2 separate regions of the Rattus norvegicus genome follow, and region 2 is linked to region 1. Evidence: chromatin contacts called from public Hi-C data. All regions are on one chromosome and are shown on one strand. Each heading gives the region's core, a stretch centred on a gene start, on an enhancer-like site or on the middle of the called end of the contact. The rest is flanking DNA. Distances are from core to core; before and after follow the strand shown.

What was found. Hi-C and Micro-C count contacts between places; a contact is called where the count stands out from the background.
Region 2: a contact with region 1 is called in a Hi-C map of liver, with 7 times the contacts expected there. The contact joins two enhancer-like sites. A contact is called at or near these places in 3 of 12 Hi-C or Micro-C datasets (hepatocytes and liver).

The regions. Positions count from the first base shown.
Region 1 is chr19:71,656,238-71,663,136 of GRCr8, forward strand. No RefSeq gene overlaps it. Among named protein-coding and RNA genes, the nearest start is that of Tomm20, 170 kb to the right of the region's middle. Within about 2 kb of position 4,479, at least 3 of the 93 cell types and tissues checked have an H3K27ac peak or open chromatin away from gene starts, as enhancers often do. A contact at or near this core is called in hepatocytes and liver, where this site is marked.
Region 2 is chr19:71,786,674-71,793,572 of GRCr8, forward strand. No RefSeq gene overlaps it. Among named protein-coding and RNA genes, the nearest start is that of Tomm20, 42 kb to the right of the region's middle. Within about 2 kb of position 3,683, at least 6 of the 93 cell types and tissues checked have an H3K27ac peak or open chromatin away from gene starts, as enhancers often do. A contact at or near this core is called in hepatocytes and liver, where this site is marked.

The DNA of each region.
Region 1 (6,899 bases), core at 3,229-5,728:
TCTGAGCAGAGTTCAGACATGGTGGCTGACTATCCAAGGGATGGGACAACATAGGATATATAAATGCTGGGGACTCCACTGCTAATTCTTTCAACCTGGCTGTTTTGTCTTGGTCCTGAGTTTGAGGAGTCCCTGGAGAATCGAAGCAAATAGAAACTGAATGGTAATAACTAGCTCACGTTGTGCTAAAGCTGCAGTCCCACATCGCTGCTCCCTGTGGTGCTGTGACAAAGACGACTTAAAGAAGGAAAGCTTAACTCAGCTCACAGTTGCAGGGGGCACATAGTCCATCGTGGAGGAGAAGGCGGCAGGGCTGGGGCATGAGGGGGAGCAGTAGGGTACTGGTCACATGACAACACAATCAGGAAGCACAAAGAGATGGATGTTGGTGCTCAAGTTTTCTCTCCCTTCATTAGTTTGGGGCCCCAGCCCCAGCCCAACAGTGCCACCCACATTCACAGTGGATCTTCCGCCTCCATAAACCTAACCTCGATCCTTCACAGGTACACCCAGAGTCTTGTTTCCATGGTGACTGTACTGGCTGGTTCTGTGTGTCAACTTGACACAAGCTGGAGTTATCACAGAGAAAGGAGCCTCCCTTGAGGAAATGCCTCCGTGAGACCCAGCTGTAAGGCATTTTCTCAACTAGTGATCAAGTGGGGAGGGCCCAGCCCATTGTGTGTGGTGCTGTCCCTGGGCTGGTGGTCCTGGGTTTTTTAAGAGAGCAAGCTGAGCAAGCCAGGGGAAGCAAGCCAGTAAGTAACATCCCTCCATGGCCTCTGCCTCAGCTCCTGCTTCCTGACCTGCTTGAGTTCCAGTCCTGACTTCCTTTGGTGATGAACAGCAATGTGGAAGTGTAAGCTGAATGAACCCTTTCCTCCCCAACTTGCTTCTTGGTCATGGTGTTTGTGCAGGAATAGAAACCCTGACTGAGACAGTGACTCCAGATCCTGCCAAGTTGATACTCAAGAGTAATCATCACAGAGGGACTGGGTGCCTGCCATGGTCCAGGGATAGGAGCTCTGGCTGGGTGTCACAGAGGTCTCATGTCTGTCATCAGTGAGGAGAGTCCCAGCTGAGAAGGGAAACAGCCATTTACAGAATTTCATTTAACCAAGATTACTGTTGACTCACCCAACCCCATAGACCTTCCTTCCTGGATCCCCAGCTCCTCCAAGAGTCCTCCATATCTGCCCCCACACAAGCTACCCACAGTTGACCCCAGCAGCTCCAGCTTCTCCACCTCTCTTGGCCCTCTTAGGCTGCTGACACACCTGTTGACACCATCTGGCTGCTTCCTTGAGGTGCTATTCTCTCTCCAGCCTTCCTGGTTTCTCTCAACCTCTGGTCATGCGACTGTACCCTCCACCTGCTTCCTCCTTCCCCAGGAACTGAGGAACCCACTCAGCCCTGCAAACAACTTCTAAAACTCCATCCATGTCCCACCCGGCTTGCAAGTGACAGGCCCTGACACCAGCTCTGATATCCATGGGCCCAAGTCTCCCCATGCCTCCAAAAGGACCCCAGTGCACTCTTCATATTGACCTCCCTGTGCTCCTCCCTGCACCTCTCACCCCACCCAACCATCTACCGGTCTTACCCCACACAACTAATACCATGCTAGAGTTTAAATCTAAAATGTCTGTCATGGCTCGAGCACTTGGTCCTTAACCGGTAGCACTGTTGTGAAAATTCAGGCCATATAACCTTTAAGAGTTGGGCCTGGCTGACAGAAATAGGTCACAGGGGAGAGGCATTGAGGGCTACTGCCCAGTCCTGTTTCTCGTCTATCTCTGTCTCCTGGTCACCTGCCTTTATTTCCTACTAACACAAGGCTCCCTGTACCATGCCTTTGCCAACATGGTGCCCTGAAATCACCTAAAACCTTGTGCTGAAATAAACCCTTCCTCCCTCAAGCTGTTTCTGCACTGTCATCCAGGGAGAGGTCACCGGTACATAGCAACAGCCTTTTCTGCAGCTCTTCCCTGTGTAGGGCAGAGTACCGTGTGACTCACACAGCCAAAATAATGTGACCCTCAAAACAACCCTGCACAAGGCCAACAGTTCACAGCTCTACAGATAAGGGAACTGAAGCAGAGTGTCTACCTACCTGAAACCATATAAGCAGAGGCAGAGTTCACCTTCAGCCCAAAGCTATCTGACTCCAAGGCACTAGGCTCAAGTAGATAAACAAGCTTGTTCCTACAATTACCCATAATGGTTCAGTATTTTAGCATTAACCCAAACTGGCACATTGTGAAGATTTTGAGGCACAGTTTTCCTGAGTTTTAAAAAAAAAGTTTTCTGATTGACCTTGGAACCTGGGAGGGAGGGTGAGACATTAAGTCATCCTGCCATTAAAATTAAGTTCAATCACCCCTAATGGAATGTCACCTCCAAGATAGCCATTAAAGCCACCGGCCTAACCAACTGGCAGGCCCCGAGTATATCACCATTATCCCGTCCCCGTAACAGTCATTTGTCCGAGGCCCCGGGAGACTCTGAGTACTGCTGTCAATGTCATGTGGAGGAGAGACATCTGCTGCTTCCTCCCATGCTCCATCAGTGCGGTCAGGAACATGGTGAGAAGGCACAGTGCGCAGACCCAGATGTCACAGGCTTTGACCTTGGGCTACCAGGATAGAGCAACCGGGGTAAAAGAGGCCGCCTCGTGGTGTGGACTTGTGTGACTGTCACAAGATGATGTGGCAGCCACTCAGAACCGCCAGCACCTGCTGCTCTCTAAGGGCGGCAGCTCCAGCCTGACTGCATTGTCCAGCCGAGTATTTTGGGGGGAGGTGGGGGGTCCTTGCTAACAGGCTTACTCTGGGGACCTTCCGTCTCTGTCTTTCTGCTGAGGCAAAAACTACAGGCAGGTCACCATGTCAACCTAGCGTATACATGGGTCCTGGGGACTCAAACTCAGGTCATCAAGCTTAAGAGACAAATGCTTTACCTGATGAGCCATCTCCCCAGACCCTATTATTGACTTTTTCTAAGCTAGCAACACAAGAAATGGCTTTTTCCATGACATTGGGATGTGTACACAACACCATGCTATGTTCTTTGGTGTGTGGTTCTGAGGTATGATGTAGCTCAGGCTGGCTATGAACTTTTGTAGCAGAAGATGACTGTGAACTTCTGATCCTCCTGCTCCCATGTTCAGAGTGCTGGGATGATAGGTGTGTCACATCCAGCTTGTATTTCATTCCTATTTGCTGCTCCACTGCCTGCCCCATCTGTCTGGCACCTTTCCTTCCCAAGAGAGCCTCTCCTTCTGCTCTCACACCATATGAGTTCCATCACCCTCTCGTCTCCACTGTACCTTTCCTTGTCTCTCCTCTCAGAGCCCCCTTTGTATTTTCAGCTCTGAACTTTGGTAAAAACAAGCAAATGGGGAAACTGAGACTCTACTCAGCCAAAAGAAAAATGCATTAAACACACCTGTCAATCACCAGAGGCAGGGCCAGAGAAGGTTGGCTTTCTCCTCAACATGGTGTCCGTGGACAGCCACTTTGCTCTCCCTCACTGGAGCCCCTTACCCAGTAGCTAGAAACACCATGCCTATCACCACCTTCTCCACTAACGTAGTCTTTGTAATAATTAAAGAGAACCGTGTTGGGCCATGGAGATGTCTCAGCAGGTAAAGGTCCTTGCCTCTAAGCCTGAGCTCAGACCTGCAATCCCTGAGACCCACCCTGGGGAAGGAGAGAACCAACTCCTGAAGGTTGACCCCTGACCTTCACATGTGAGCAGTGGTACAAACACAGCCCGTTCCATGTCTGATGTGAACATTTCCTTACCTAGAAGAAGATGAGCACTACCTGGGTCCAGAATGAGGCAGGTGTCTCCCCAGAGAGTGTGTGATGACCCCTCCACATCTTCTTCCCCTTGGACAAATTGTTTAACTTCCATGAAACATTATTTTTTAAAAATCCCGTGTGGAGTATGTATTACCTGACCTGACTCTCAGGATATGGTGGCCACGTTCCTACTTCTTCTTCCAGAAAACTCCTATGTATCTTTCAAGATATGAGGCAAAGGCCACCTCTTCCAGGTAGCACCCTAGCTCCCTAGCGCTCTGAGGTAGATGCCCTTCTGTCCCCTGGAACACTGGGTGTTCTTCCATTGTGATACTAATGGTAGGTCTCTGTAACTCAGTGGCGATCTCCTGGCCAACAGGGTGGGTCTTGGATTCCTAGATCTTAGGCAAGGTCTAACCCAGGGCAGATTTCAAAAAAAAAATATTTCATTGAACAAATAAGTCATAAAGCTGAATTTCCCTTGCCCAAGCCATGTTTCCTCCCCCCCACACTCACTCACCATGGAACAACATATGGATTACGCCTCTGAAAATAACCTCATAGATAGCAAGGTTTCTAGTCAGGTGAGAAATCAAGGCAAGGGGCAGGAGCTGTGCCACCCTGCCATGCCCAGCCCTCCTTTCAACTGCCTCAGTCGATAACACATTAAACAGAAGAGAGGAGGGCAGGCCTCCTGCCCCAGCCAAGCCGTAAAAGGTAACGGCAAGAAGCCGTGCCCTACTTTCATGCCACATAAATCCCAGTTGGTTGGATCACGCCAGTTGGTGGACTTCGACCAGAAATATCAATAAGCCTAGAAAAAATATTGGAGGGCAAAGTTGATTCTGCTGTAAGCTGTCCTGAATATCCAAACCACAGTGTCATGGCAAATGTCAAAGGTCATCTGGTCTACCCTCTGACCTGTATCGAAATTCCTCCAGTCCAACAGTGGCTTCCAGGCACCAAGGGATTCAAACTCTTAAGACATAAGGTTTTAAGGGGCAGAGATAAAATTCCCTCTATGATCACACTGAGAGACTCACACTATCTAGTTCAGATGCAAGGTTTGCTGCTGTGGAGACCCGAGAAATTATACTTGCTTCAGAAGGCCCATTCTCTGGAGGAGTAACAGATCTGTTCTACGGTGGGCACAGTCGAGGGCACTTAAAATAAAATGTCCTTCTGGCAACCAAGCAGTTCTCAGCCATCTCTGGAGTCCCAGGTCTTAGGTGAGGCCTGACTCAGGGTAGTGCCTTGGAAAGGGTTTACTGAACAAATAAACCATAAAGTTAGATTATAAGGGCATTCGTGAAAGGCCAGAGCCACATGCAAGGAGTGCCCCAGAAAACTGACCCCAAGCCTTCAGTGGAATCTGACCGTGAACTTGCTTTCAAATACAGAGCCATGAGAAATTATTGGGACAACTGGGTTTTGTTCTGATCTGTTTTGTGATGGGTCGCCAACTGTCTGTGTTCAACAGGTGCCTTGCCACTAAGCTATATCTCAAGCCTTTGGGGTCTTTTGTTTTGTTTTGTTTTGTTTTGTTTTTTGAGATAAAGGTCAAATTATACAGCTAAAACTGGTCTCAAACTCTGGTCTCCATCTCCCGAGCGTTGATAATACAGGCATACACAATTTCACCCATCTGAGCATCTTCAGTCTGTCCCAAGTACTGGATAATAGCAAGGAATTGTGGTCGTTTGGGAGACATCATGGGTATCAAATCATTAAGCCTGGGAAATATGGAATATAGGAACTGACACGATGTTTTCAAATGATTAGGGGTAGGCAGACAGGTGCAGGTGACTCAGGTTCAGTGGCACCTTGGCAGCCCGCCAAGGCGTTGTCACGTTGCTTTCTACTTCTGAGAACCTTTGGGAAGCTCATTAAGTAGAAAAGCTAAGAAGAGCAAATGTGGGGTGGAGGATGGTGGAGGACGCATTTCCATTTGGACTTGGAAGCAACACATTAAAAGCCAGGAATGCCATTTAGTCCCTAGCCCCACAGAGGCCTGGGAACAGGATGGGCCAGTTGGATATCCAAACAGGCATCCTATGGAAGGAATATCTGTGCTGACTGGCTTCTCAGGGAAAGCACTGACAGCCAGGATGCTGGTGGAAGACTCGTGGGCTCTGGGTACTTCATACAGACCATGAGTAGGTCCATCACAACTTTACAAAACAATCTATTCATTCTTGTTCCAGCCCTGACCTCAAGGACAATCTCCTGTCACCTTCTCAGTTTGCACACAGCCAGCACACAATGCTGGGGCATCACTTCCCCCTCTGGGCACTATGGGATATAATTCCTATTGTCCTCTTCAAGATGCTCTGCAGGTTAGCCCAGAGTGGAGCATGAGGTCCCTGTCCGCTTTTCCTCCAGTTCCTCCTGCCCATGTCCTGGAGCTCTCTTTGCCTAGTACTGTGTATGGAATAAAGTGGGGTTCCTGGGGGCTAGCCCATTGCTACTGCCTTCTCAGTAGGATTCTACCCTAGTCCATCTTCTCAGAGGCTACCAGGGCCCTCTGCTTGGGAAGGGAGGGGCCTGAGAGCTATCACACCACAGTACCACTTCATCTCTAGACCTTATTGCACCTCTAACTTGTCCATTTCTTTCTTTTCTTTCTTTTCTTTTCTTTGCTTTCTTTTTCTTTTTCTGAAGTCATGGAAAAATGAAACTGGTCTAATCTACAACACAGCCTTGACCTTGACCTCTGACGTATGACCAAGAGGCATTCAGAACTACCATCGAAGCCAAGAGACATTCAGAAATTGCCCATGGCAATTGGTGAGGTAGGCGGTTTCCCTCCCACAAACTTATCTTTACTCTGCAGCCCTGGTAACTGACTGCCCAGCGTTGCAAAATCAGAGAGAAAATATTTACAATGAGAGTTGACCCAAAGGGAAAAAAAAACTTCCATGAGATCAACTTGACCTAATCTCTTCCAAAGGAGATAGCTTCAAGCAGGAGATACAATATCACCCTGCCTTAGGGAGGGGAGGGGTTCAATGGTACAATGAACATTGGAATCATATCTGGGCACGAGTTTGAATCCTCCGATGCCTGACCCCAACCCACTTGCCTGGATGTTGGAAC
Region 2 (6,899 bases), core at 2,433-4,932, 130 kb after region 1:
GGAAAGCCATTCTGAAGAGCCATGTGTACCCTTCCTATTGGCTATTAGACCCTTTACAAAGGCTCCTCAAGAGGTCGAAAGTTTCCTAGGAATCTCGTGCTGGTAGAAGGAAAGGTCTGGAACCCAGGTCCAGTCAGAGGGGGAACTTATGTTCCCGGAAGAGATTTCATCCAGTCATCCTAAGACCATCTCACAGGACAGGTTGGTCTGTGATGGGTCTGTGACAGGCAGAACCACATCTTGACCAGACCTGCTCACCTGTGAATAACTCTCTTGCCCTCTTCGTAAATCTGAACCTCATCTGGACCCTGAGGATGAACTTGGGCTCCCTGGATCTCTTTGTTCCTCTTCTCAAAGAGACCTCACTGGATAAAGCTCCTTTCTCTGCTTTTCACTGTGATTCTCTCTCTCTCTCTCTCTCTCTAAATTGGCGTAGTGATTTGGGAGACTGCCAGGACTCAGGCCTCAACCTTAACAACGCCCGCAACAGTATCTCAGGCCCTCTGACCACCTGTACCTGCAGAGTTGCAGTTCTCCACCCGATGACTGAGTTTATGACTTGATTTCTGTGGTATTAGTTGGAACTGAACATGCTCTGAAAAGTGTGCCAATTACGTCAGAGAGCGGGGAAACGCTAACCTCCCTCCACGTGGCCAGCATTGTCCTCCTGAAATTGCAAACTACTACCAGGCACCTGGGGTTAATCACTGCTGCAGAGGAAGTCACATTGGTCTGCATCAGCCGTGACTACCTGTCTATCTTTCTTGTGCAGGTCTGGCGATACCTGGCCCCACTGCTTCCACATGAAGGACTCTGAGTTACAGGCTGCCTCCCTGCCCCTACTAATGATGCCTGCTCCTCTGGGTAATCCATTACCCACAGTGACTCAGCGGCCTTGAGGACTTGGGACGATCTGATTACCCTGTTCACCTGTACTGTCAGAGCCTCCCACCTTCCCCTCATCGGAAATGCAGCAGCAGCAGCAGCAGCAGCAATGGCTGCAGCATGGAGCCCCACGTGAGGCCTGGCATTCAGGTCTGAAGAACCCTCCAACCACTATTAAAGCCATACTTTCTCAGTGCAAAAGCAAAAAAAAAAAAAAAAACCCACAAAACCCACACACAACACCGCAGCCAAGTGCTCCGAGAGCGTCTTTTGGGACAGAGTGTATAGTCACGCCATCTTCCTCTGGGTAAGATGGAAAGATTTCTGGACGGGAGGAGATGGCTTAGCACATCTAGACACTTGCTGCCAAGGGCTGGCAACTTGAGGCCCGTCCTCAGCACCCACCTGGTGGAAGGAGGAAACCGCCTCCCAGAGTTGTCCTCTGATGACCAGTAACCCCCTCCACAAGCGGCCTGGCCGGTGGCCAACAGCATCCTTTGATGAGAACCGCAGGCACCTCCCTTGCCAGGCAAGGCACAGACGTCTCAAAACAAGGACAAGATCCTGTTTTATAACTTCGAGGGGCTCTATAACCAGGAAGTGCAAAGGAGCACAGCACACCTGAGGGGGGCCTTCCAGCACCCCACCTCCTGTGGAGCTGACAAGCCTGCTCAGTGTCTGAGTTCTAATTTAGAAAGAGTGACGTGGGCTGGAGAGATGGCTCAGCGGTTAAGAGCACTGACTGTTCTTCCAGAGGTCCTGAGTTCAAGTCCCAGCAACCACATGGTGGCTCACAACCATCTGTAAAGAGATCAGATGCCTCTTCTGGTGTGTCTGAAGACAGCTACAGTGTACTTATATATAATAAATAAATAAATTTTTTAAAAAAAAGTGACGTTTTCATTCTTGTCTTTCCTAAGCTGGCCATCAATCTCTCCAAATCTCTTCTTCCCTCCCTCCCTCCCTCTCTCCCCATTGGATGCTGCATCTTCAGCTGCTTGAAGATTTCCATTGCTTAACTTGCCTACTTTCCTGACCTCGAACTCAAAAAAAAACCCCACAATTTTCTCTTCTTGAGGTGGCCGCCTGCCTTGCTGGCTTTCTGTCTACAGTGCTAATAAAATTGTTTTCAGGTTTCCTTTTGAATCCATTTTCAATCTCTTTCATCTGTGAGACAAGAGAAGGAGCCTGAGTTCCCAATCTGGTTGCCTTCTGGAAGCCGGGTCATCTGCGAAGGAAGACTTGGGGCTGTGAAAAGTGCACAAAAACAGCAGAAACGGACAGGTGAGGCTGCAAGGCCCTGGCCTCAGGTCTGAGGTCAGGGCCTCTGTTCCCAGGTTGCCCAGGGTTTGAGGGTTCCCTAGATGTTTGTCCACCTGTTTGAGTAACAGAGCCCTGGCTTGTTCTCATAAAGAAAAGGGCTGTAACCATTGATATGCAAATGGTGTTTACCCAGGTGGGGCATCTTGTGTGACTGGCTCTGGTAGAGACACTTTATGCTAATGTTCTGCCTCTATTCCAGGCTCTAAAGGGACCTTGTGGGCCTAACCACAGTACAGTGCACATATATAGAATTAGTTGGAAGAGAGGGAGGAAAGAGATGTTGGGGAAGGAGGAAGGGAGACAGAGAGAGAATGAAGTAGCTCTGGGTGCAATGTCTGTCTTGCTCACGTAATAGAATAAACACACATGCCAGAGTAAAAAGAAAAAGTCCTGGACTTGCTACAACTGGCACACACACACACACACACACACACACACACACACACACACACACCTTCCTCTGAGGCACTGGCTCTCACCCTTCCTAATGCTGAGACCTTTTAGTGCAGTCCCTCATGTTGTGGTGACCCCCAACCGTGAAATTATTTTCATTGCTACTTCATAACTGTAATTCTGCTACTGTAAAGCAAACGTCTGATACCTTATATGTGACCCCTGCTAAAGGGTCGTTTGACATCCCTGAGGGAGTCACAGACCCACTGCTCTAAGGACTGGAGATGTGGTTGAGTAACTTGCAGAGGATTGACCAGCATTAGATTCCCAGCAATCACATCAGGAGGCTCACAAGGCGCCATCATTTCTCCAAGGCACCTGCACTCACATGTACACACACGCACACACACACACACACACACACACACACACACACACACACACAGTTTAATAAAAATAATTTTTAGAAATAAACCTTTCACTGAGTCATCTTAATGCAAACTATTATGACGTTTGCATTACTATGGGCAGAGCACACTTTTACTTTTTATTCGTTTTCTGCTTTTGATTCTTCGGTACTAGAGATTGAACACAGGGTCTTGCATACAACAGGCAAGCACTCTACTACTGAGCTATATTCTCCTAATTTTTCTAAAATTCCAATTTCAACACAGGGTCTCTCGGAGTCAGCCAGACGGAACACAAAATTTACAAATCTGTACGAGTTGCAGAGATTGCAGGCATATGCACCAGTCCCGGCTCTTAGCTTTGCATCTGGGCAGAGCCTGTCTGAGAGAAGCCCCCTTGGTACTTCACACTTGTAAACTAAGTGCTTCCTATCGATTGATGGCCGGCAGGATAAAGATAGACTGAGCAGCTCTGGGTGCTCATGTTGCTCAGAAAGTTGTCAGTACCATGATGGTCCAGCCTACTTAGTTCTTAGCACTGCCCCGTGCTTGCTTCTTATAGAACTCTATTTGCTTTATGCCCCTGGACTTAGCAGAGTGCCTGCTTTGGAAGGGGTTTGGTGACAGTTGAGGTTGATGGAGATAGATAGGCAAAAGAGTAAAGTCCACCCTGAATAAAGAAAGGCTTGGAGCAAAGGTTACGCCAGCAGCTGAAGCGCCCAGGAGCAGGCACTCACAGGAGGGAGGCCAGCCTTTGAACCACCTGAACATGCAAAATACACACACGTATCTGCAAAGGAATTTGGCACCAAACATGTGTCATATCGAATGACCTGTTTATAGGGACTGTTCTGGAAAAATGAGACTCAGGTGTCAGCGATGACTAACATCGTCAGCTAAAGAGAGGAGAAGTTGCTCAACCTGGCTTTGGGACAAAGTCAGAGCAGCACCCAGGACAAGTTCCGTGGAGACTGGCAGCTGTGTGGGATCAGGTCCTTTTTTTGCCGAGTGCCTAGTGTTACACTAATTCCTACACAGCAAGTGACTACAAGAACTCAGGGAGCTGACATGCCACTGGCTGTGCTGTGACTAACAGCTTCCAAGGGGATCCTGATACTCTACATCCCGAAGCCTCTCCCACAATCACCCAGCAGCTGCCGACCAGTGTGCTTGGCCAAACTAGAAATCACTCCAAAGCCCCACAGGATGTCCTACCTGAGACATCACTGAAACAACGGTCCAGTAGGAAGGAGCACAGATCAACTGCCTTTGACCATGACCAATGGACACAGCATTCTAGACAGTGCAAGTGTTTGTGTTCATGAGTGCAGGTGCATGTGTGTGTGTGTGTGTGTATACACCTATGTGTATGCCCACGGAGGCCAGTGATCAGCCTTGGAGGATCAAGCGCTGATCCTCACCCTTCTGTGGCAAGCATTTATGCAGTGATTGGATTACCTCGTCAGACCTTGGTTTGCTTTTATAAGCAGTGTGTGTGTGTACGCAGGGCCCTACCGTCTGCACATATACATAGCACACGGCTGCATGTGGCTGAAAGCAAGCCTACCAGTGAGGTCGGGGAGAGCCCTGGGGTCCCAACAGTCAGCTGGGTGATTACACGGACTCAGCATATCACATTTCCCTCGGCAAAATGAAACTCAAGGGATCTGCGTGAGTATATGGCATGGCCAATTATCAGGGTCTTCCAAACACAAATAGGGAAATATAAGAGCTCTGGGATCCCATCTGGTGCTTCTCTTTGGCTGTTATATCAGTTGTAAGAAGACCCTGAAGACCAAGTTCCTTTGGATTTACCTGAGATATTCCAAGGCTAATTTCAACGCACTTACCGTGCATCCGCTGTGCGAGGTGGAGTGCACCAAAACTTTTCTGTGCTAAAGTAGGTCTTGCCTTCAGATGTTTGCTGTGCACAAGAGGATCACACACAGTAACCTCTGGCCCCATGAGTGTTCTTCTGTGCCAACACTCACACTCAACTGTAGTGTGAAGATACCTCATGGGAAAGCACCAGAAGTAAACGCCTACGGAACACGAGAGGATGCCTTCCCTCCCCACAACACCACACTTGGGCCATGAATTAGCCCCTTGTTCAGACATCCATACTGGCTATGCTACCCACCCATCATTTAGCACCCAATTCTGCAATCACACAGATGGTCTTGATGATGCAATGCTTAAATATTCACGTAAAACTTAGACTCTGTTGTAGACACGTACGCACGAGGCGTGTGTGGTATAGGTAATGTTAAGTTCTATCAAAATCCACGAAAACATAGCAGGCAAATAGTGGCTCTGTCTTTCTGCCCCATTACAAATGCCACCAGACGCAGGAGCTAGCATAACTTCTTGACAGAGGAGCAGCTCCCACCACATGCGGCCAAGCGGAAATCCTTTCAGAGACAGACATCTGAGGTCACTTTGAGGACTTTGATATGATTAGAAATTTCAAGCCTAGAAGATCAAAAGGCAAAAAGACATAAACACATCCAGGATTTTAAAGACTCGGGAATTAGCTGGGCAGTGGTGGTGCATGCCTCTAATCCCAGCATCCAGGAGGCAAAGGCAAGTGGGTCTCTGTGTCTGAGGCCAGCCTGGTCTACAGAGTGAGTCCCAGGTCAGCCAGAGCTACACAGAGAAACCTTGTCTCAAAAACAAACAAACAAACACCAACCTTAGGGATCAAAGCACTCACCTGACCAACTGAAGAGTTGTTACGGAAGTGTCACCTGGCAGGTTAAATCCAAGGTGATGGATGTGTCTTTAGCCCATCATTCCGTGGGAACAGGATTCTCACAGAGACATGAAGTAGGGCTGGATAGATGCCTTAGCTGTCAAGGGCACTTGCTGCTGCTGTTACAAAGGACCCAAGTTCCCTGCCATTCACAACTCCCTGCCACTCCAGTCCCCAGGGGTATAGTACCCTCTCCTGGCCACTGTGGGTAATGCACACACAGTGCACATACATCTAGACAAATGTGACACATAAAAATTAAAAACAAATTCTTAAAGAAGAAGACACAAGCTGTGTCTGTCAAACACCCACTCGCCAAGTAAAGCACACACTCCCCTAAACAGAGAAGCCCTCTTGGGTCCACCCCACCCTGGGCTTGGGCTTGAGACAAATTACAACGCAAAGAAACAGAGTTTTGTGAGGCATACGTGATGTGGCCCATGGGACAACAAGGCTTGGCCCGGACGTTTGTGGAGAAGAATCCAATCTACACACACGTGACACTTGTGCAAGAGACAGAGCTAGAGATGGGGAGGGACCAGCAGAAGCCCCAAGATTGCACATGAAAGGTGCCAGTCTACAGAGGAGTTCTGGAAATCCTTCCTTACCTGGACTTCCTAAACGGAGCACACGGGAGGAGAGCCTGCTGCATGCAAACTTGGGAGAATCAGGTGTTAAGTAAACTGCCTTAAAAGGGTCAGAGGTTATATGGTCCACATGTTCTGGGTTCTTCCCTCAGCTCACCATCTCATACCCATTCCTCCCTCCCTTCCCTCCCTTCCCTCCTTCCTCCCTCCCTCCTTCCCTCCCCTCCCCCTTCCCTCCCTCCCTTCCTTTTTCCCTCTCTTCTTCCCTTCCTTTTTCCCTTCCTTCTTCCCTTCCTTTCTCCTTTCTTTCCTCCCTCCTTTCCTTCTTCTCTTTTTTCCTTCCTTCCTACTTATTTATTTTAGTTTTCTTGAGTCAAGGTTTCTCTGAGTAATCTCAGCTAGCCTACAACTCATTATGTAGAGCAGACTGGCCTTGAACTCACTGCCTGTTTCTACCTTTCTTCTAAAAAAATAAAAGAAAGAAAGAAAGAAAAGAACCTTAAGATTTATTTATCTTAGGGGTTGGGGATTTAGCCCAGTGGTAGAGCGCTT